Regions from separate parts of the Mus musculus genome. Here regions 1, 2 and 3 are each linked to region 4. Evidence: chromatin contacts called from public ChIA-PET and promoter capture Hi-C data. All regions are on one chromosome and are shown on one strand. The core of a region is the stretch at or near the end of the contact, and the rest is flanking DNA. Distances in the headings are between cores, read along the strand shown. Region 1 has its middle 5.5 kb from the start of Gm30039. Region 2 holds the start of Cfap410 (cilia and flagella associated protein 410). Region 3 holds the start of Aire (autoimmune regulator (autoimmune polyendocrinopathy candidiasis ectodermal dystrophy)). Region 4 holds the start of Pdxk (pyridoxal (pyridoxine, vitamin B6) kinase).

What was found. Promoter capture Hi-C pulls out the DNA fragments that hold promoters and counts their contacts. ChIA-PET counts read pairs in DNA pulled down with a chosen protein or histone mark. Capture Hi-C pulls out chosen DNA fragments and counts their contacts.
Region 1: an RNA polymerase II ChIA-PET map of memory CD8 T cells shows a contact between it and region 4, with 17 read pairs. The contact joins the enhancer-like site here to the promoter of Pdxk in region 4. A contact is called at or near these places in 1 of 39 promoter capture datasets (pre-B cells), 3 of 115 datasets of contacts at active chromatin or transcription factors (embryonic stem cells, memory CD8 T cells and pancreatic cancer cells) and 3 of 9 other capture datasets (adipose tissue, embryonic stem cells and liver).
Region 2: a contact with region 4 is called in a promoter capture Hi-C map of embryonic stem cells, with 3 times the contacts expected there. The contact joins the promoter of Cfap410 here to the promoter of Pdxk in region 4. A contact is called at or near these places in 2 of 39 promoter capture datasets (both in embryonic stem cells), 3 of 115 datasets of contacts at active chromatin or transcription factors (large pre-B cells, pancreatic cancer cells and regulatory T cells) and 1 of 9 other capture datasets (liver).
Region 3: a contact with region 4 is called in a promoter capture Hi-C map of liver. The contact joins the promoter of Aire here to the promoter of Pdxk in region 4. A contact is called at or near these places in 1 of 39 promoter capture datasets (embryonic stem cells), 3 of 115 datasets of contacts at active chromatin or transcription factors (all in embryonic stem cells) and 3 of 9 other capture datasets (embryonic stem cells, liver and pancreatic islet).

Annotation. Positions count from the first base shown.
Region 1 is chr10:78,085,995-78,088,694 of GRCm38.p6, forward strand. No RefSeq gene overlaps it. Among named protein-coding and RNA genes, the nearest start is that of Gm30039, 5.5 kb to the right of the region's middle. Within about 2 kb of position 1,302, at least 125 of the 459 cell types and tissues checked have an H3K27ac peak or open chromatin away from gene starts, as enhancers often do. A contact at or near this core is called in adipose tissue and memory CD8 T cells, where this site is marked.
Region 2 is chr10:77,977,348-77,980,056 of GRCm38.p6, forward strand. Cfap410 (cilia and flagella associated protein 410) reads left to right here and starts at 1,303. Exons shown (of 7, transcript NM_026431.2): 1 at 1,303-1,434; 2 at 2,406-2,424. The coding sequence starts at 1,358.
Region 3 is chr10:78,042,264-78,044,963 of GRCm38.p6, forward strand. Aire (autoimmune regulator (autoimmune polyendocrinopathy candidiasis ectodermal dystrophy)) reads right to left here and starts at 1,347. Exons shown (of 14, transcript NM_009646.2): 1 at 1,126-1,347; 2 at 639-813; 3 at 254-409. The coding sequence starts at 1,260. It also overlaps a transcript of Dnmt3l not described here.
Region 4 is chr10:78,463,647-78,466,346 of GRCm38.p6, forward strand. Pdxk (pyridoxal (pyridoxine, vitamin B6) kinase) reads right to left here and starts at 1,302. Exons shown (of 11, transcript NM_172134.2): 1 at 1,115-1,302. The coding sequence starts at 1,201.

The DNA.
Region 1 (2,700 bases), core at 52-2,551, 380 kb before region 4:
TAAAAAAAGATTTATTTATTTTATGTATATGAGTACACTGTAGTTGTACAGATGGTTGTGAGCCTTCATGTGGTTGTTGGGAATTGAATTTTAGGACCCCTGCTCGCTCTGATTGGTCCCACTTGCTCCAGTAGCCCTGCTCATTCTGGTCAACCCAGCTCGCTCAGTCCCTGCTCGATCCAGCTCAAAGATTTATTTGTTATTATAAATAAGTACACTGTAGCTGTCTTCAGAAGAGGGTGTCAGATCTTATTATGGGTGGTTGTGAGCCACCATGTGGTTGCTGGGATTTGAACTCAGGACCTTCGGAAGAATAGCCAGTTCTTCCGCTGAGCCACCTCTCCAGCCCCTGATATGAACTTCTAGGGTCAAACTGGCACTGGTGAACTGTGAGCCAACTCCTCACTCCATACCAGGAGCTGTAGCCACCATCATGAGGCTAGACCCCTGGTGGGTGGTCTAGCTCCAGGTCAGTTGCACTACTCTGAAAGATGATTGTCACACTGTTGTTGAACTGTGGCCCGAAAACCAGCATCAGAGACCTGGAGGGACTTTCCAAGCCCTTGAGTGGCTGAGGCACTGTTCTGCTGTAGAAGCTGAGCACCTCATACTTCCGGGGTGGGGGTGGGGGTCCGTTTAGACCTGGGGGAGGGAGGGCGAGGCTGTCCTGCTCTGGATGCTCAGCTTTTGTTTAGTAACTGGTTGGCTTCTCCACTCATATACTAATTTGGGGAGAAAAAAACCAAACAAGAAAAACCAAAACAAGCTTCCTTTTGAGTCATTGTGATCGGTTCCGGAAAAGGTTATGTCACAATCTCTACTTTTATCAGTGTTCCCCAGTGACCAGGAGGAAGCAGTCAGCCCGGACTCCTGGAGGCTGGGATGAATGGTCCAAGTAGCATCTGTTGGGATAGGGTAAGCCGGGTCTCTAGCAAAGACAAGAGGAATATGAGACAGCAAGGGCACACCGAGGAACTGCTGTGTACAGGACATGGTCTAGGTGATGCCTTGGGTACAGGTCAGAGGTCAGTCCCTTTGCGCTGTGGAAGGAGATGGCTGGAATTGTTTTCTTCTTAAAAAAAAAAAATCAGGACAAGGGATCAGGACTAGGATCCATGAGGCACCTCACTAAGGACGTCACTGGGGTTTACTAAGGTGGAGAGAGGGGGAGGGGATGGAGTGTGTGTGTGTGTGTGTGTGTGTGTGTGTGTGTGTGCGCGCGCCTGTCACTCAAGAGTGAGTGCAGTAGATGTTGAGTTCCTGTCTGCTTCTCTGGCCTGAAAGAGGAAGTGGGCACTTTTGTAGACCCAGGATCCGTATAGGACAAGACCTTTCTGCTGAGGTCTCAAAGCCTGCCGGTGCTGCTGGAACATGGGAGTTTCATTTCCTGAAAAAGTCTTAAGAGGTCTGAACACAGCAAGGGGCTGGGTATCCCAGAAGACAGACCCTTTGTGAACAGGTGGGTGGCACCCATTTGCCTAGCTGGGGGAATCCCTGTAAGGGCCATCAGGTAATGATCAGATGTGTCAAAGCACTGGCCTGGCTGGGCCTGAATGTTCATTCTCTGGGGGAAGCCATGAGAAAAGGTTTAGAGACACAGGACTACTTCTGGATGAGGGACTTGAGCGGTCCTCTTCTTTTACCTGGGCTGGGATGAGACTGCCCCTACCTTGGGCTCTGGGGCTCTGGGGAAGATCTACAGAGTAGAAATCCCCCAGAGGGTGCTGGGAACAGTGGTACCCATTGCCAGCTGGGACCAAGTCCATCCGACAGGGCTTGAGATGCGTCTTGAAAGCGTTTGGCACACAGAGATGGGCGAACTGGTTCTTGGCATCTGCCATTCCTGTATCCACTGAACTCAGCCCCTCAGGTGACAGAAAAATGACAAGATGCTTGGCTTGAAAATGAGAGACATAGGGAAAAACTCTCAGGAAGAGCCTTGCAGAACACAGGTGCTTGAGGCCAAAGACCACCTGCCAAGAGCATCCAGCTCTGGAACTGGGGAACACGCCATGCCTTAGGTGAGCCAGCATGAGTGGGCTTACCAGTAGCCTAGCATTAGAAGGCTAGGAGATTATAGCCGCTCCATCCCCTGGCAGTTACAGGAGGTCTTGGGAGGGACCAGGCATTAAAATGAAGTTCCTAGCAGGTAAGTGCAGGCCAGGCCAGGTGTCCTCCCAGGATCTCACTCTTCTGCTGGGCTCTCCAGGACCCTAAGGACAGTGTGGCAGCACAGGCTGTCTTTTCATGAGTGGTTCCCAGCTTGATATTCCAGAGAGGGGCATGAGTTGCTCTGACCACATAATCACAAACGGTTGCCCAGGCAGAGGTCAGCAGGGCTGGATTTTGGGAGAATCCTGACTTTGATCCAATGCAACTGGCAAACACTACCAAGGACCTAGGCACTGCACACTGCTCCCCAGCACAGTGGCCCTTAGAGGAGTGAGGAGAGTCATCCAGATCATGTGATGTTCGGGATGGTCCTTCACCTGCCTGCCCTGACTCCTCGGCCCCTCCCCTCCCCTGCACACTGTGGCAATACTGACTACAGGAGGTAGAACCTGACTGGCAGCACCCAGGTGCCTCCAGGAGTGTGCTGAGTTCTACTGCAACAGTTGGCAGGCACAGTAAACCTGGCTGTGTTCTCTTTAGTTTGGTTTGGAGAGCAGATTTCCCAGGTCGCCCTGCTCTCTGCTCTCT
Region 2 (2,709 bases), core at 53-2,552, 490 kb before region 4:
CTAAATCTTCAGCGTCCGCTCTCTTTCCACTGTGGGTTCCAGGGTGCAAACTATGGTTTTTAGGTTTGTGCGTCCAGTACTGTTACCTACTGAACCATTTCACTTGTTTTTGGTAAAGGCAGACCAGGGTGGTCAGACAGACAATAGAGCCCTAGAATACTTCATCAAGGGCAGTTTATTACCTAAAGGGCCTGAAGTACCCAGTGCCTGTCCCGGTGTAATCTGTAGGATAGAAAAAGATATGAAGATTTCAACCTACAATCTTTCGTTTTGTTTTCTTCTGGAGATCTGTTTTCTCCAGAAGAAAACAAAACAAAAATTCATTTGTGATTACTTAAAATGCACACTGACAACCACAGGCACAGTACTGACTTTCAAAAACATAACGTCTATTTTCTATTTGTTTGTTTGTTTGTTTGTTTTTAAGGTTTTTGTTTTGTTCGTTTTGTTTTTCTACATATGAGTGTTATGCTTGCATGTGTGTGCAACCCAAGTGACCTGTCTGGTGCGCAAGGAGGCCAAAAGAGGGGCATTGAGTCCCCTGGAACTAGAGTTACATAAGGTTGTGATCCGGCCATATGAGTGCCCTGGAAAAGCAGCCAGCGCTCTTAACTGTTTCTTCAGTCCCTCCCCAAGCCCCCACTACTCGGCTTTGTCTTTTGAGATAATGTCTGTATGAGCCAGTCTTGCCAGAAACTGGCTCAGGCAATCCTCCTGCCTCAGCCTCTGAGTGCATCAATTACAAGTGTCAGTCATCGTCTGGTTGTGGATTAGCTGTTATGTAACACAAATCCCCGATTTGGGGTCAAGCAGAAATGGGTGAGGGCTCAGTGGTGACCAGGGCCATGGCAGGGATTAGGATCCGGAGCAAGCATGCCAGGAGGGTTTCTGCTGGCATCCACTACGAGGACTCTGTCACCCTTCCCGACTCGACCTTTTCTGTCCTCGATGTCTCCGAGACCAGCCAGGCGTCCCGAGTCCCTCACACACCGGCGCCTTTCTCACCCAAGCCAGCCCATCTCAGACTCTTGCACACTGGAATCCTAAGGGCCGCCCTTCCCGCGCACGCAAACACGGGATGCAGAGACCAGCGGTCCCCAGGCAGCAAAGCCCGGAGCCTCGTGCATGCGCAGGACCGGCGGGCCGCCAAAGGGGCGGGGCGGAATCGCGTATCACGGAAGTCGGGCCGTCCCGCTTCGCCGGCGCGCTTCCGCCCTCTCGCCTGACTGCCAATGGGACCTCAGGCTCCGCCCCTAGAAACGCGGGCCCCGCCCCTGGAGACGCGCCGCTGCGCAGGCCTCTCCCGCTAGCCGAGTGTACAGCGGAGGGCGGCCGGGCCCGCGGCCCTGTGGCCACCATGAAGCTGACACGAAAGATGGTCCTGTCCCGAGCCAAGGCTTCGGAGCTGCACAACGTGCGGAAGCTCAACTGCTGGTGAGGCCGGCCAGGAGCGGGAGGAAGCAGAGGCCGCGCTGAGCGCCTGCTACCCCAGGCTAGCTAGGTTGCAGGCTCACTCTGAGGCCAGTGCTTCAGAGGAGTGCGGCCCTCGCAGGATAACTAGAATTTCCCTCTAGTGTTGCTGAGGGCTTTTCGCTAACCCTCTGTGTCTGTGTCTGGTATCTGAAGACAGAGGTGCTTAGTGGCATGTCTACAGGGAGAGACTGAGGTTGTAAAGTCATGATCCGGTGCTGGAGAGGGTGACCTGGTATGAGTGACAGCCTAGACCTTAGATGCTATTATATGGATGCACTCTAAGTTGCATGGCTGAGTCACACTAATACTGAAAGCCCCGGGCTTCTGGAGGAGTTTGTATCTGGCGTGTGGAAGAGCTACAGGTGTCTCTGGGGACTGGGGTGGGATGCTGTGGCCAGAGCATTTAGCAGTGGCAGAGCAAGTGCAGACCCCTGCTTCTAGTAATGGTCAGTGGGCTACTGGAAAGAGTGAGCTTTGTTAATTAAAAGCCTTTCCCTGCCCTGGCACATCTGGTGTTGGGGCCACAGTCCTCCCTGTCCTGGGTTTTCAATAATGCCTTTCTTTGTCGAGCCAGCGAGCACATCAGGGCTTCCTCTGTGCAAGCAGAAACAACACACATTGCAGGCCCGTGAAGTTTGCTTCAGAAGTTGCATGACCGGCCTTTGAGCTTGGCCTCTTATGAAGATCCCTTTGTTTATGTGTGTGACTGGAAAGAGCTTTCTGCTATGGGAGCCTGAGAGGAGAAAACTGTGTACCCCCATGCACCAAGCAGGGAGTATTGGCAGAAACCAACCTCACCCTTATTTGGGCAACCAGCCTTCCTTACTGTTCCGAATGTAGAATCTTTAGATTTATAGACAATTGCCATTTCTTTGGGGATTTTTAAAATATTTTCATTCAACAAATTAAAGTCTATTTCTTTTCTTCTCCAGGGGCAGCCAGCTCACAGATGTAAGCTCTGCCTTGATTGTATCTTCTTCCGGATGCCCCTTCCCCCAGAAGAATAGCTAAAGTTACAGAACTGTGATCTTCAGCTCAGTGCCGTGTCACTTGCTAGACCTGCACAGAGGAAAACAGAGTCAAAGCTCTGCCTTGAGAGGAGTCCCTGGTGGTGATTTCCCTCAAGGACATCAACAGGGGCACTCTGCATGGCCTTCCTCAGCTTCAGGAGGCGACACCCCAACCCCACCCGAAATGACAGGCAGCTGGGACTGTGGAGCCCACAGCCCAGGTCTG
Region 3 (2,700 bases), core at 97-2,596, 420 kb before region 4:
TGTGATGGGCTGTTTCCTTCTTCAACAGAAAGGAAATCAAAACCACCTGCCTGCCTCACCGCCCAGAAACTCAGCCTTTGGGACAGTAAGACGCTGAGAGGCTGTGGGCCTCCTCCAATGCTCAGGTCTGAGGGCTCAGAGGTGACTCTGTGACCCTGGCAGGCTGGCCCTGGGGTGGTGTCAGTAAGACAGAAGCTCCTAAGAGCCGGTTGGGGAGGGCCCAGCAACCCTGGCTAGCTCCTCTTGAGTGTACCTGGGCTGGAGACGCTCTTTGAGGCCAGAGTTGCTGGTGGGGTGGCTCGAGGCTCCTCCAGTGCTTTTCTCTTGGTGGGGGGTCTGGGTGGCAGTACCGCGGCCTTGGGACCAGCAAGGGGCTTTCTCCCTTTCCGGGACTGGTTTAGGTCCACATCTGCAGCTCAGGGGCAGGAACAATGGTCCTGTCTTAAAGCCTTATCTTCAGGGTGAGCTCTAGAATGGGGCACTCTTGAGGACGAGAAAGAGCAGACCTCTGCCCTTTGCTTCTTAGGATCTGCCCAAGTTCTAGTGGCTCCCTGAAAACATGGGCCGACTTGTATCCATATCCCCGATGCTACCCATTGGCTGAGCATCAGCTCCAGCATCAATCAGCACACGCCCACCTTTTGGGAAGCCGTCCAGGATGCTATGCAGGCGGCTGTACCGCTCCAGATTGTAGTCCTTAAAGAGAATCCTCCAGAAATCCAGGATGGCCCCACTGTCCCGGGTCAGGAGCCAGGACAGCAGGGCGTGGAAGGCCTGGGGGCAGCCTTCCTTCTCCTTCAGACGGAGCGTCTCCTGCAGTGACAGCATTGGGCACCTGGGCATATCATTCTCCAACTCCTGCCTCTTTGGGATAAGGGAGACTTGCCTATTCCTGTCTATCCCTGGGCCCTGGAGCAGTTAGGGGGCATAGGGTGTGAGGTTAGGGAACTCACCTGGGACTTGATCTGGAGAGGTCTCCTGAGGAGGGCTTGGGACCACTCCTTGGCTGGTAGGGGGAGGGTATGGGTATAGTATGGGTTTTGGCTGAGGTTGGGAGGGAACACCTAGTCTGCGGGTGGAGGAGTGGGGAGAATGAGAGGCACCGGGGGCGGGACTGGAGCCCACCTGGAACTTGTCCTCAGGGACCACGTCGTGGTCGGCTAGAGCATGCAGCAGCGGAAAGGCACTGTCTATGGCCACCGCGATCTCGGTGCGGTGCAGCCTCAGCAGACGGCGTAGCATTCCATCCCCACCTGCCATCTTCCTCACAGGGGCTGCGCCTCGGCGCCCCCTGCTGGCCCACGCGCGCTTGCGTTCCCTTCTCCCTTCCTTGGGTGTCGTGGTGCTATCCGGAGAGGCACCTGTAAGCGTTTATATTTACTCCCCAGCGGCGGAAAGGCGACGTTTGTCTTGCTCAGCGACTCTGTTATACTTTCAACCAGGAAAGAACAGAGGCTGTTGTTTAGCCTAGAGCCAATCAGGGCCCAGCTTTCGAAAGCTGGGCTAGAGACTGCCCTGCCTTTGGGTTCAGGACGCTCTGATACTCTTTCTTTGTGAGATCCAGTGCAGCTGCCTGGCCTCGGGATAGAGGAAGCGGGAAAGTTGTCTCTCCAGTCTCCCTACAGAGGATCTGTTTATGGGTTAAAAACCGGGACTGGCGGGAAAGATGGCTCTGTGGACAAATTGCCTGTGTGGGGAAGCAAAGACAGGAGTGGCTGTAGAGCTCACTGACCAGGCAACTAACTGAATGGATAAGCTCAAGCAAGGTTCAGGGATAGAACCTGCCTCAAAATATTACATGGAAAGCTGAGTGTGGTGGCTCACGCCTTTAGTGCCAGCACTAGGGAGGCAGAGACAGGCGGATCTCTGTGAGTTTGAGGCCAACTTGGTCTAAAAAGTGAGTTCCAGGGCAGCCAGGGCTACACAGACAGAAACCCTACGCAGAGAAACTGAATTTTTTTAAAAAAGAAGTTAGGTGAACAATTGAAGAAAACACCCTATATTCACTATTCCATACACATGTACATATGCAAGCGAGAATGCACGCACACGCACACACACACACACACACACACACACACACACTGAACTTAAAAAGAGAGGGGCCAGAGAGATGGCTCAGTGGTAAGAGCACTTGTTCCTCTTGCAGAGCACTTGGGCTTGTTTCTCAACACCCACAGGATGGCTCACAACCCTTTGTAACTCCGGTTCCAGAGCATCTGATGCCCTCTTTGGCTCCTACTGGCACTGCATGAATGTGGTGACCAAATATACATCATGCAAGCAAGGCACTTAAACACATAAAAGAAAATAATAAAATAAAATAACTGGGGGAGGAGAGGGGAGGGGAAGAGAGAAGGGGAGGGAGGAGCCAAAATAGTGCTCTAGCCACAGCCTGGCTGTCCAGACCTGCTGGCACCTCTGGGTAGCCACAATAGGAGACCTCTGTAACTGGCTGGACAGTGGACCCCGCTGGGAACCCCATCTGTCCTTGGCTGAGGGCTGGGGGAGTAGAGTGGAAGATTTTAGCAGGACAGTGGAGATGGTTCATCCTGTGTGATAGTGGGTGAAAAGGACACATGGCCTACCTCTGTGCTCAGAGGTGGCTGGCAAACTGAACTAGGAATGTGTTAGATAGAGTACAACAGGAAGAGGAAAGAAGGCAGAGAGCCCATAGACCAGGGCTATGGCCCTTTAATA
Region 4 (2,700 bases), core at 52-2,551:
CTTGCCTACAGACTTTGATCTCCTATGCTGTATAATAACAATCAATTGCTCTATTTGTCTGGCAAGCAAGCCTGATTCAGGACAGTCCTCTATTGTCCTTAAATGCAGTTCCAGCCACCTGTTTTCCTTCCAAGTCCTTCTTTCAGGTCCATGGTAGCCAGAGGCTACACCCTAACATCTCCCAGGAATCAGTTTAATGGCTAGACATGAGCGGAAGGGGAACGGGGACCTGCCACCCTGCTCAGTGACCAGCCAAAAAAGATACATTGCAAGAGGCCACCACCTGGTTGCCCAGGCCAGCCCAATCTTCCTGCTGGACCGGCCAGGCAAGGAAGCTCCAGTCAGCTGATATTGCCTATGACCCCTATTCTAATGCCCATGACAACCTGGTTCCCTCCAAGGGCAACCAGTCACAAGCAGGAAGCACCACCTGCCAGAAATGATCAGAGATAGCCTCATTCATCACACATCTCACAGGAGATAGGATCTGGGAAGAAAAGGCTACAGCCCTTCTAACAGGTTGCTTCCAAAGCCAAACTCAGCAAACTATGCTGTCTTTTAGGAATAAAAGCAAGCACGCGGGAGGTGCAGAGTTCCAGCCCCATCTCTGCGGGTGACAGACCACCCTAAGAGTGTTCAGACCCAAGCGTGGGCCCAGCTTCCTCCTTGGTCCAAGTTCATAGAATGGGTAGAAGCAGAACGTGGATGTCTGCAGAGAGCGAGCAATCACTAGCCAATGTGTCTACCAAGAGGCTCTCCGCGCTCCCAAAGGAAAGGATTCTCCCAGCTCAGCATTTTAACGCTTCGGGAAGCCCCTGCCCACTGTTGGTCAGGCAGACGGAAGCAACAGGGACCCTCAGGCGCTACCGTGTGCGCCACAGCCGGGCAGGGGGCTTCGTGCCACCTGCACCACCCCGCTGTAAGCTCCCCAGGGTAGTCCACGCCCCCGGCCTGCCTGCGCCAGGATCTGCCCTCAGCGCGCCCAGCGCTCAATAGGGACCCAAAAGGATGGCCACAGGGGGCCAAGGTCATTAGTCGGAAAAGGCCACGCAGCGAACCCGTAGACCCGCAAGTGAGCAGCCCGGCCCGGTTACATAAGCAGTGGAGCGCATACCTGCAGAGGGAACATGGCCGCTCTGTTACCCACGTAGCCACGGACAACATGGCTCTGGATGGAGAGCACCCGGCATTCGCCCTCCATGCCGGGAAAGCTGTAGTGGCGCGTGGTCCAGGTGGTGTCACAGGCTGGGGTTGCTCAGGCCGCTCGCTCGGATTCTGCTCCGAGCGCTTTAAGCACGCGCAGTCGCTAGGCTTGGACGCGCTCCCCGCCTCCTCTGACCTCAACAGGCCGGCTGCTAACCCGCGAGTCCCGCGCGGCGAGGGGCGGGCTGAAGGCGGTGCCTCACGCAGGCCCCGCCCCTCCGGGCAACGGGACCTGTGGAATCCAGCACATGAGCTCCTTCCTCTGTGCTCCATCACGTGGCCTCACATCCCTTTTTGCAGATCTGTCTGTGCGTCAGGGGGTTCGCCTGTATCACACTCCACAGCACGGTACTTTCAGTACACACTGTTCCACCTCCTTGGCCCGCGGCGCTGATCACTCCATGGGTGGCATACTCCGGAGCTGCTGTCCAAAGAGTTTCCACTGAGCTCCAGAGCCTGAAGACCCTCAGAGATCAGGAGATCCTTTCCAGCCACGCGGCCTGCGTGGAATCCCAGACCCAGTAGGGCTCACAGGCATCTGATCTCAGGCTACCCTGAGTCAGGAGTCACGTGCCCCTTCTCAATATAATAAGAGATCTTCTCTAGGCTCAAGTCTGCTTAGAGCCACTCATGGGGACAGATTTGAAGGGGCTGCACTGGTCTTCCCCTCTTCACTACCCACCAAGTCCTCTCAGTCCTAGGGAAAGCGCACCTCTCTTCCTGTCCCATCTCCAGACCTACACTTGGCACTCCTGTGGTCACGGACACACCAGGGTCACAGATCAGTGGCACAGGCCAGTATGTCAAGTTTGCTTTATCTTGGTGAGAGAGAGTACTGGGGACCAGATCTGCTCTGAAGAGAAAGGAACATTCCCATTGCTTGGGGAACAGATCAGAAAAAGGAAGTGGTTTTGAGGCTCCGTTGGTGGGGTGCATACCAAGGCCCCAGCACCAGAAAAGCTGTAAAGAAGAACCAAGTTGTTAGGAAGGCTTGACTGGAATCAACTAAATGGAAGTACATTGGAGGAATAATTAATTGCTTGCTGATAGTAACGTTTGCTGGATACTATGTATGTGCTAAACATTTCTTGTAACTGAATCTTGCTAGCCTGGAGCAATGGTGTACATTTATAATCCCGGCATTTCTGTGTTTGTGTATGTGTATAGAAGACCTCTGGTGTTATACTTAGGGAGGGGCAATTCACTTTGAGCTTTTCTTTAGCTTTTTTGAGACAAGGTCTCATGATGTCTCTCTCCCTGATCCAGCTCACTATCTAAGCCAAGCTGGCTTTGAACTCAGAGACCCACCTAACTTGAGTGCCAGGATTAAAGGTGTATGCCACCACACCTGGAACTGCCTTGGATTTATTTTATGTATTCATTTACTTAGATACCCTACTAGGACCCGGAAGTTCTCTCTTAGTTTGTCTAGGCTTCCTGGTTATGAAGCCCCTGGGATCTACCTGTTTCTATTCCTCATTGCTGAGGTTACAAATG